Linked DNA regions of Sus scrofa: region 2 is linked to region 1. A link is a contact called in public Hi-C data. All regions are on one chromosome and are shown on one strand. The core of a region is the stretch at or near the end of the contact, and the rest is flanking DNA. Distances in the headings are between cores, read along the strand shown. Region 1 holds the start of A1CF (APOBEC1 complementation factor). Region 2 has its middle 87 kb from the start of A1CF.

Region 1 (4,093 bases), core at 1,401-3,900:
CTAATGGGTAAGTCTGGAAAGTTTTAGGAAATTTTCTGGCAGTTTTTACAAATAGAGAAATGGAAAAGGAATAGGAATTTGCTGAATTCCTGCTGTGTGCCCGGGACTGCGCTTCCCTATTTTGCTTTATAATCTCATTTAATCTTTATGAAATTCTGCAGGACAAATTTTACCCTTGTTTTACTTTTGAGGAATCTTAGATTCAGGGGAGTTGAATCCAAGGTCACAAACTTAGGGAATCTGGGAGCAAACATTCTGATCCAGCTCTGCAGGAGAAAAGTCCAGTGTTCTGTCTATAATTAATTTGGAGAGTCTCTAAGACTCTACGGGCCCTTAGAGGTTTTCAATCATGATGATTTCAGTAGTGATGTTTTCAATCAATTCTGGTTGTTCTGAATGCTGGACATGGGCTATAAAAATGATTTGTTCTGCCTTAATCTGTGTTGTGAGGAATATCATTTCTTAGAGATGTCAATGGAGGTTATGGAAAGGAGTTCTGTTGTAAAATAAACTTAGGAAATAAAACATTGACAGTTCAACCAGATATTCACAATGAATGAACATATTTACACGCAGAGTAAATCCAGTCATTGTGAGGACAGATCTCATGGTTCTGTGCCTGGGCTTTGGAGTCAGAACACCTGGTTCGAGACCTTGGCTCTGCCACTTCCTAACTGGGTAACCATGAGCTTCTTAGGTAACTTATTTATGCCTCAGTTTTTTTCTCATTTTATAAAATGTTATAACAGTACCTGTCTTATAGAGCTGTTCTAAGAATAACACGAGATACATGCATGAAAAATACTTAGAAGTACACGTGGCAATATGCTTAAGAAATGTCTGTTATTGTTATTATTACTCAAAACACTTACATAGTAAGAGACTTGTTTTTAACTTGTCCAAACACCATTTCCTCAACTTACTTGACAACAGAGTCCTCCCCACCCCTTTTTTTTCTGAGCCACATATATTCATATCCACAGTTTAGGAAACTTTGTATTTGAAATGACCAGACCAACTTGGTGTTAGCTCAGTTGCAAATAATAACTAAATACTCATTGTTTTCATATCCATTATGTAATTTTATATTTGCCCATAACAACTAATTTCTTTTCTTGACAATGATCTTTCCCCTTCTCTTATACTTGATAAATAATAAATCAGTAAACAGTAATAAAACACAGCAGTAAAATGTGAGAATTGTCTCAAATGGGCAATATCCACACTCTTCCAGAAAATATGACCCTTAAAAATTACCCTGTAAGTTATTCATTTATTACCTGTATTTAGCAGAGAAAAGCTTCAGCACTTTGGAAAGTGATTTCACTTTTATCTCCAGAACTATGCTCCTATTATATGCATCTCAGTACCTATTATTAAAGAATGTTGCAGACCAGATGAGCACATCTTTGATGCTCCTAAATTATAACTAGAGTTAAATTTGCCAATGCACATTTTGCAAAACATCCATCCTGCATAATGCACAAATAGGGCTGTTCATCATCATCTTGAAGATACAAAATATAGATTTGAAAAGTCCTATAGGAAAGAAACTTCTTGGACTTGGAACCCATTCCCCTTGGAACTTAACTTTGGTAATCATAGAACAAAAGTATTTCAATCAGTATTTAAGAGATTTCTGAGAGGCATGGAATATTCCTGATAAGGGCCGTAATAGGTTTCTTTTTTTTTTTTAACATAAAATACTATCATATTCTGATAATCCTTTTGGAGTAAACAAAGTGATTGCGTGAAATATAGCCACTGCACCACATTCTCCCAAACCATCCTGATAGGAAAAGTTCTAATAATTAGCCAGGTTGAGATTTAATATACTCAAAGCCAATCACTTTTCATGACTTTTTTTGTTTTGTTTTTTGCTAGAATGATAAGTGAGTGAACCAGGGCATTCCTTTTGTTAGTGTAATAATGGCAGAGGAGCTTAGCAAGAATTCACCAAGGTATTTTTTCGTTTTCTTTTTTTGTGTTTTTGGTGGTAGTATAGGATAAAGGAGGAGAGGGAAGGGGATAATTAAATATAAAAAGTCTAAAGTATGATAGAAATTATGACCCACACAGAGAATTCAGAATCTGTCAGTGATGTTAATGCTATGTCTCTTGTTAATTACAGTTTTGTTTTTTTTTTTTTTTTTGCGTTTCCTGGGATCCTAGGACCAGGACAGGCAGTCAACCACAACTCTCCCTGCTGCCTGGCTATTGCTAAATACATTTCTTAGAAACATTAACCTTGCTTTTGAACCTGAAGTGGTAAATGTACATTTTTTTTTTTTTTAGCCTCAGAAATTGATGAAATCAAAAAGCAAAATATGGCTGCCGTCTCGTTTTGAGATTATATCATCATTCTAATATTTTCTTTTGTTTTCAGGTTTCTCTGTTTGTATAAAAACAAACTAGCAAAGTCCCTGAGTTCAGCTCTAGAGTGGGAGAAGGTAAAAGCTTTTTTCTTTGCATTCCCACTGATCCACACTGCACAGAGTTGAAATAGAAAAAGGAAACACGCAGACCATACCTGAGTGATTTCAGGGATCCCCACCCGGAAAAGGTTTCCTTGATTATGGCGAATTCAACGTGTCACTCTGGTTATGCTCTAATCATCATATCAAACTCCAAAGGTTCAGCGGCTTTAGGTTTGGTTTACAATTCCTGGGAGTTAAACTTTAACTCACCCTGTCTCTTGCATCCATGCAGCCCTTTGACCAGACAGTTGGGTCACGAAAACCCAAGCAGAATCTACAAAACTACTGTTGTCATTGGTTTACAATATTGTTTTGCATTAAAAATCATTGATGTGAAAAGCATTTTGATGCTGTCTTAAATGGCATATATTTAAAAAGTAGAACCCACTGTTACTTGAGTAACTAAGCTTTTCTTTATGCTCCCTTGTTTTCTGCTAGGCCAAAATGATATTAAGCCTAGGGGTACTTATGAGTGTTTTCTCCCTTTTTTCACACTTCTTTTATCTCTGTATTACATGGAATAAAGTGTGGAGTTTCAGGTCAAGTATGTAGATAAAAGCTGGCATACAAAAATAAAACACACAAAGCATTTATATAACCAAGTAAATAGGGTCAGATCAGCTTGGGGAAAGCAGCCTTTTTTTGAATTACCAGCTGCTCTTTCAGATTTTAAGAGGGAGTCATCACTGTGAAAACATCATCATCAGCTATGTACTGAGGTTGTATGAGAGCTGAGGCTATTGTTCATTACTTGAAGTTTCAGTGGCAGCTGTGTTTCTTGAAGAATAGAGAAATGTTATTATCCAAGATAGGAACTTATGTTCTAAATTGTCTGATGCAGTCAGACAATTGTCCAGTCTACAAAGGAAATATCTAAGGCTCAAAAAAGCTCACTTCAAAAAAAAAAAAAAAAAAAAAAAAAGTGAGTTCCCATTGTGGCTCAGCAGAAGTCAATCTGACTGGTATCCAGGAGGATACAGGTTCAATCCCTCACCTCGCTCAGTGGTTTAAGGATCCGACATTGCTGTGAGCTGTGGTGTAGGTCACAGACATGGCTTGGATTTGGCATTGCTGTGGCTGTGGTGTAGGCCAGTGGCTATAGCTCTGATTAGACCCCTCGCCTGGGAACCTCCATCTGCCATGGGTGTGGCCCTAAAAAGACAAAAAATAAATAAATAAATAAATAACCTAAAACCCTCCTAATTGTAAATTGTAAGGGTTTATATACTACAGGCCCCCACACTGAAATTTGAGGACACTTACATAGCTTCAGTTCTATTAAGGGAATCTAATTTTGTAGGAACCAACTCTTAAGAGAAGTACTTGTTCATTCTGTGCTTTTTTTTTTTTTTTTTTTTTGCCACACCCACAGTATGCAGAAGTTCCTAGGCCAGGGATCAAACCTGCACCACAGCGGTTGCAATGCTGGATCCTTAGCCCACTGAGCCACCAGGGAACTCTTCTGTGCTTTTTTTTAAAAAAAACAAAAAATTGTTCCATAATATGGACATAGAGGGAGATAAGTCAGTTGAGCATATCCAGGAATATCAAACATGTTGTCTGAATGCTAGTTCTGCCCACAGTTTGCAGTTCTCAAATATAAGGAAGCCTTGATT
Region 2 (4,599 bases), core at 447-2,946, 88 kb before region 1:
CCAAAGCCAGTCTTTGAGATAAGCTATTTAACTGCAAAGAAAAGGTTCACTCTATTTTGGATGTTAAATCTTTCTAAATTAGATTATGTATTTCCTTACTTGATTAAACATAGGACTCTAAGAATAATTTAGTTGATCTTAATGATGCAGAATCATCATTATGGACATTAATTATTATGCCAGATCACATAGAGTGAGACCTTTGGAGTTTAAAGTGTGTCAGACTTTTTGACCCTGATTAATGGTACCAACTACATGTTCAAGTTTTTAAAAATTATTATTTTGCTTTTTAGGGCCACACCTGTGGCATATGGAGGTTCCCAGGTTAGGGGTACAGTTGGAGCTACACTGATGGCCTACACTGCAGCCACAGCAATGCCAGATCTGAGCTGCGGCTGCGATCTACACCCTAGCTCACAGCAACACCAGATCCGTGACCCACTGAGCAAGGCCAAGGAGCGAATCCACATCCTCATGGCTCCTAATCCAGTTTGTTAACCGCTGAGCCACTATAGGAACTCCTAAAAATTATTATTAGTTGTTCTTTTATTGCCTTTCTGCTCCCAGCTCCTCATATAAGCAGTTAGAAAGCTCGTTTCTAATCTTCCAATGGTCATTGTTGGGCTTTTCTCCAAAGGAAAGCAAAGGGTCTTTATTGTCATGGTTTGTATTTCAGAGGCTCTAATGGAGGTAAAAGTTGTTTCTGTTATGGGTAATTAATAATGGAAAAATTAATTGGTGCTCTTCTCTAAGACGGGCTTTGGCCTTAGCCCTTTCCCTAGTTACTAGCTAGCTTTTTGGCATCACTTAACTTTCCTCTAATTTCCACATTGAAAAAAGAGAGAAGGGAGTCCCAATTGTGGCTCAGCAGGCTGCAAACATGGCTAGTATCCATGAGGATGCGGGTTCAGTCCTGGCCTCATTCAGTGGGTTAAGGATCTGGTGCCTCCTCAAGCTGTGGCATAGGTTGCAGACATGGCTTGGATCCTGTGTTGCTGTGGAGGTTGTGTACGCCAGCAGCTGTGGATCTGATTAGACCCCTAGCCTGGGAACTTCCATATGCTGTGGGTCCAGCCCTAAAACGTGGAAAAACAATTGTTTTGAAAATGTTTTCTCTAAAGTCCCAGAATGATAGATGCATTATGGATGCAGGAGTTGGACTGTATTTACAATTGCTCACTTGCAAGCTTGGCACGTTACTTGGGCAAGTTGTTTAAGGTCTATGCCTCCTTCTGTTTCTTTTCCATTTTGGTGGATAATAATATTGGTCTCACTGTGGAGTGTGGTGCCTGGAACCCAGGGAAGAATGCTTGTTAGTGCCTCTTCCCTTTCTTCAATTGCATTCTTTTCAGCAAAATCAAGTGCCTAAGAGGTCATACAATTCCCCAGGCTATTTGAAAGTCTTCAAGTGTTATTAGCCCAATAGGCCACTGGATGTCACACTTGATCTAAGCTACCACATACACCTTGCCCAGTGCACTTTGGCTTGGACAGTCTTCGGCTTTTAGAGCCGAAGTGGATGTTAATGATCTTTGACTCAGAGTTAGAGCCAGAGTCTGAAAACTGCAGGCCACAGCCAAGTTTGTTTGGAGCACGTTTTCTTTTGTTTCATTTTAATGGAATTTGAATGCATTCAGGCAGAGGGTGGAGTGTGTGCCCCTCTAGAGTCCTGCTTGGGCCCTTCACTCAGCAGGATGCCCACCTGGCACTCAGGACAATGGAGTGGAGAACGCCTGGTCTCCTTTTATAGAGGCAACTGACCACCCAGACACCTTACCTGTTTGACCAAGGACACAGGTGAAGTTGGCAGCAAATCTGGGTCTAGAACTTGGGTCACTTGACTCCCTGCTTGGTCCCTGTCATTGAGCCAAGTATGCTAGAGACACATCAAGATAATGGCCCTTTAGGAAATTTCTACTTTACAGAAACAGATGCGAAGAACACTTATCTGGCTCCAACTCTCTCCTAAACTCTGTTCAATTGCAAGCCTTGAATATTTTGACTTCCACAACAGCCCTAGAGTCAGAGTTTTAACTCATGAATGTTTTATCTTGAGAATTTGCTTGGGGGGTGGTGGTTATTGAGACTGTGGTCGGACACTGGAACATGTTTCCCAAAGCACTTAGCAGAGACACATTAGGCTAACAATAAAGTCCACAACCTCTAACAGGAAATCGGGAAGACAAGCCAAGGGTCATGATTTATCCCAGCTCTTATCAGAAAAAGCAAGCCAAGAGAGCTCACCCTGAGTACTAATAAGTTATAATGTAACCACACACACACACACAAACATGCACACACGTGGGAGTTTAAATTTTTGTAACTACCAGATGGAGGATATAAACTAATATTGCTCACATGCTATTCACCACCTTTGGAAAAACCAGATCAGAGAGGGTAATTATCTCTCAAATTTAGATTTCCCTGGTTGTGTTCTCACTGAAACAGCAGAAGATTACTTCTGGGTTGATATCAGCAGGATTGCAGGCCTGCAGGAGATACCAAGATAAGAATAAATCAGGTTTCCCTTGAATATTTTTTTTACTGTCTCGGGCACTTGTTCTGAGATCCTTCGCAGTTTGGAGCCGGTGTGGTCCCGTCCTGGGACCGAAAGGGTGAGCATGCCTATCTTTTCAGTTGGTAAGGATCTTGAAGGTTTTTAAGGAAGCTCACTGGCCAAGTCTACTTTGAAAAACCTGGATGTTAGAGATCAAAAATAATCGCATAGGAGTTCCCATTGCAGCTCAGAGGAAACGAATCTGACTAGCATCCATGAGGACACAGGTTCGATCCCTGGCCTCTCTCAGTGGGTTAAGAATCTGATGTTGCCATGAGCTGTGGTGTAGGTCACAGATGCAGCTCGGATTCAGTGTTGCTGTGGCTGTGGTATAGGCCAGCGGCTAAAGCTCTGATTCAACCCCTAGCCCGAGAACCTCCATATGACGCAGGTGAGGCCCTAAGAAAACAAAAAAAAAAAAAAAGAAAAATAGTAGCATAGCCTGTTAGAAGTGGAAGAAATGTTGAAGAGCATCAAGTCCAACCATGTGCACATCACAGAACCAGAAATGGGAGCCCAAGGGTGACAGAGTACTTGATGTTTACACAGCAATGTAGCTGTACCAGTACTTTTTTCCTTCTGTCACATGCTTTTTTGGACCCAGACAGATCATCAAAATCCTCATCTTTCTGATTTCTTTAATTACCCTGCTTGCTTTTAGTATTTAATAATTTTTTATTGATGTCTTATTTACATATAATAAGCTACACATAAAAAATTGTACAATATGATACATGTTGCTATATATACTCACAAAGTCATCACTGCATTGGATCCACCACCCTCTGAAGTTTCCAGCTGAGCTGCTGTTGGGCAATCCATCTCTCCTGCTCCTCCCCCAGGCAACACCTGACTTGCTTCTTCTCACTGCATGAGAGTTTGCACATTGTGGAGTTTTATGTAAATGAATCTCTTTTGTCTCTTTTACTTACTGTACTTATTTTGCGATTCATCCTTGTTGTAGCATGTGTCAGTTGTTCACCCTATTTCCTGCTGTGCAACCATTCCTTGTATGAATGTACCACAATGTGTTTAATCCATTCATTCATTAATGTTTGGGCTTTTTCTGGTTATTGACTGTTACAAATAAATCTTCTATGAACATTCATGTACAGATCTTTGTATGCATATGTACTTTGTTTCTCTTGGATCAGTACCCAGGAATAGAATGACTGGATCATATAATAGGTATGTATTTAACTTTTGAAGATACCCTCCATCAATTTAAGGAAGTTCTCTTTAATTCTTAGTGGGCTGAGCATTGTTATGACTATAAGGTTTTCTTTTAAACGTTCTTTTTCTGATGCTAGTATTGGGGCAAGGATGGCCTCAAAGAATAAGCAGGGAAATGTCACCTTCTTTTCAATTTTATGGAGTAGTTTGTATAAATTATTACAAATTAAAATAATGTAAATTGAACTGGTATTATTTCTTCCTTAAATGTCTGGCGACATTCTACAGTGAAGCCATCTGGACGTGGAGTTTCTTTGTGTGCAAGTTTTTAATAGCTACTGGGTTATTCCAGTTATCTATTTCTTTTTGATTAAACTTTGGTAGCTTTATTGATTCTTACCATGTACTCTTATGTACATAATCTCAATTCTCATAGTAACCATAGGAGGGGGACATCACAGTTTCTCACTAATGGATGAAGGAACAGAATCAGGTAGTTTAAGCCATTTCTCCAAATTCCCAACTGTTAGTAAGTGGCAGAGCAGACTTAGTTCTGACTGGCTCCAGAGCTTGTGTTCTGAGTGACTCTGCAAGGCAGCATGGGGTTAGAAAGAACGATTGGTTCTGTGTGTAGGGTACCTTCAATGCTAGAGTAGAAGATCTCATTCAACAAACAAAAGCACTAAAGAAAAAGAAAAATAGTTTTATTTTTCTGTAACTCAGCTTGATTTTTGCCTGGGCTCCCATTTTGTAGGATAGCTTGCCAAGGTTCATCCTCCCCTTCCTGAGATTCTGCCAAATCTTTGGTATCCTATGCAGCAGTAGGAATGGAGGCATTGTCCTCATTACTGGGCCACAGATATAACTTC

The links. Hi-C and Micro-C count contacts between places; a contact is called where the count stands out from the background.
Region 2: a Hi-C map of liver shows a contact between it and region 1, with 2.7 times the contacts expected there. The contact joins the enhancer-like site here to the promoter of A1CF in region 1. A contact is called at or near these places in 1 of 5 promoter capture datasets (liver) and 9 of 47 Hi-C or Micro-C datasets (brain, embryonic fibroblasts, heart right ventricle and 2 more).

The regions. Positions count from the first base shown.
Region 1 is chr14:98,907,142-98,911,234 of Sscrofa11.1, reverse strand. It overlaps A1CF (APOBEC1 complementation factor), which reads right to left and starts at 2,650. Exons shown (of 13, transcript XM_021072461.1): 1 at 2,531-2,650.
Region 2 is chr14:98,993,413-98,998,011 of Sscrofa11.1, reverse strand. No RefSeq gene overlaps it. Among named protein-coding and RNA genes, the nearest start is that of A1CF, 87 kb to the right of the region's middle. Within about 2 kb of position 1,696, at least 9 of the 83 cell types and tissues checked have an H3K27ac peak or open chromatin away from gene starts, as enhancers often do. A contact at or near this core is called in liver, where this site is marked.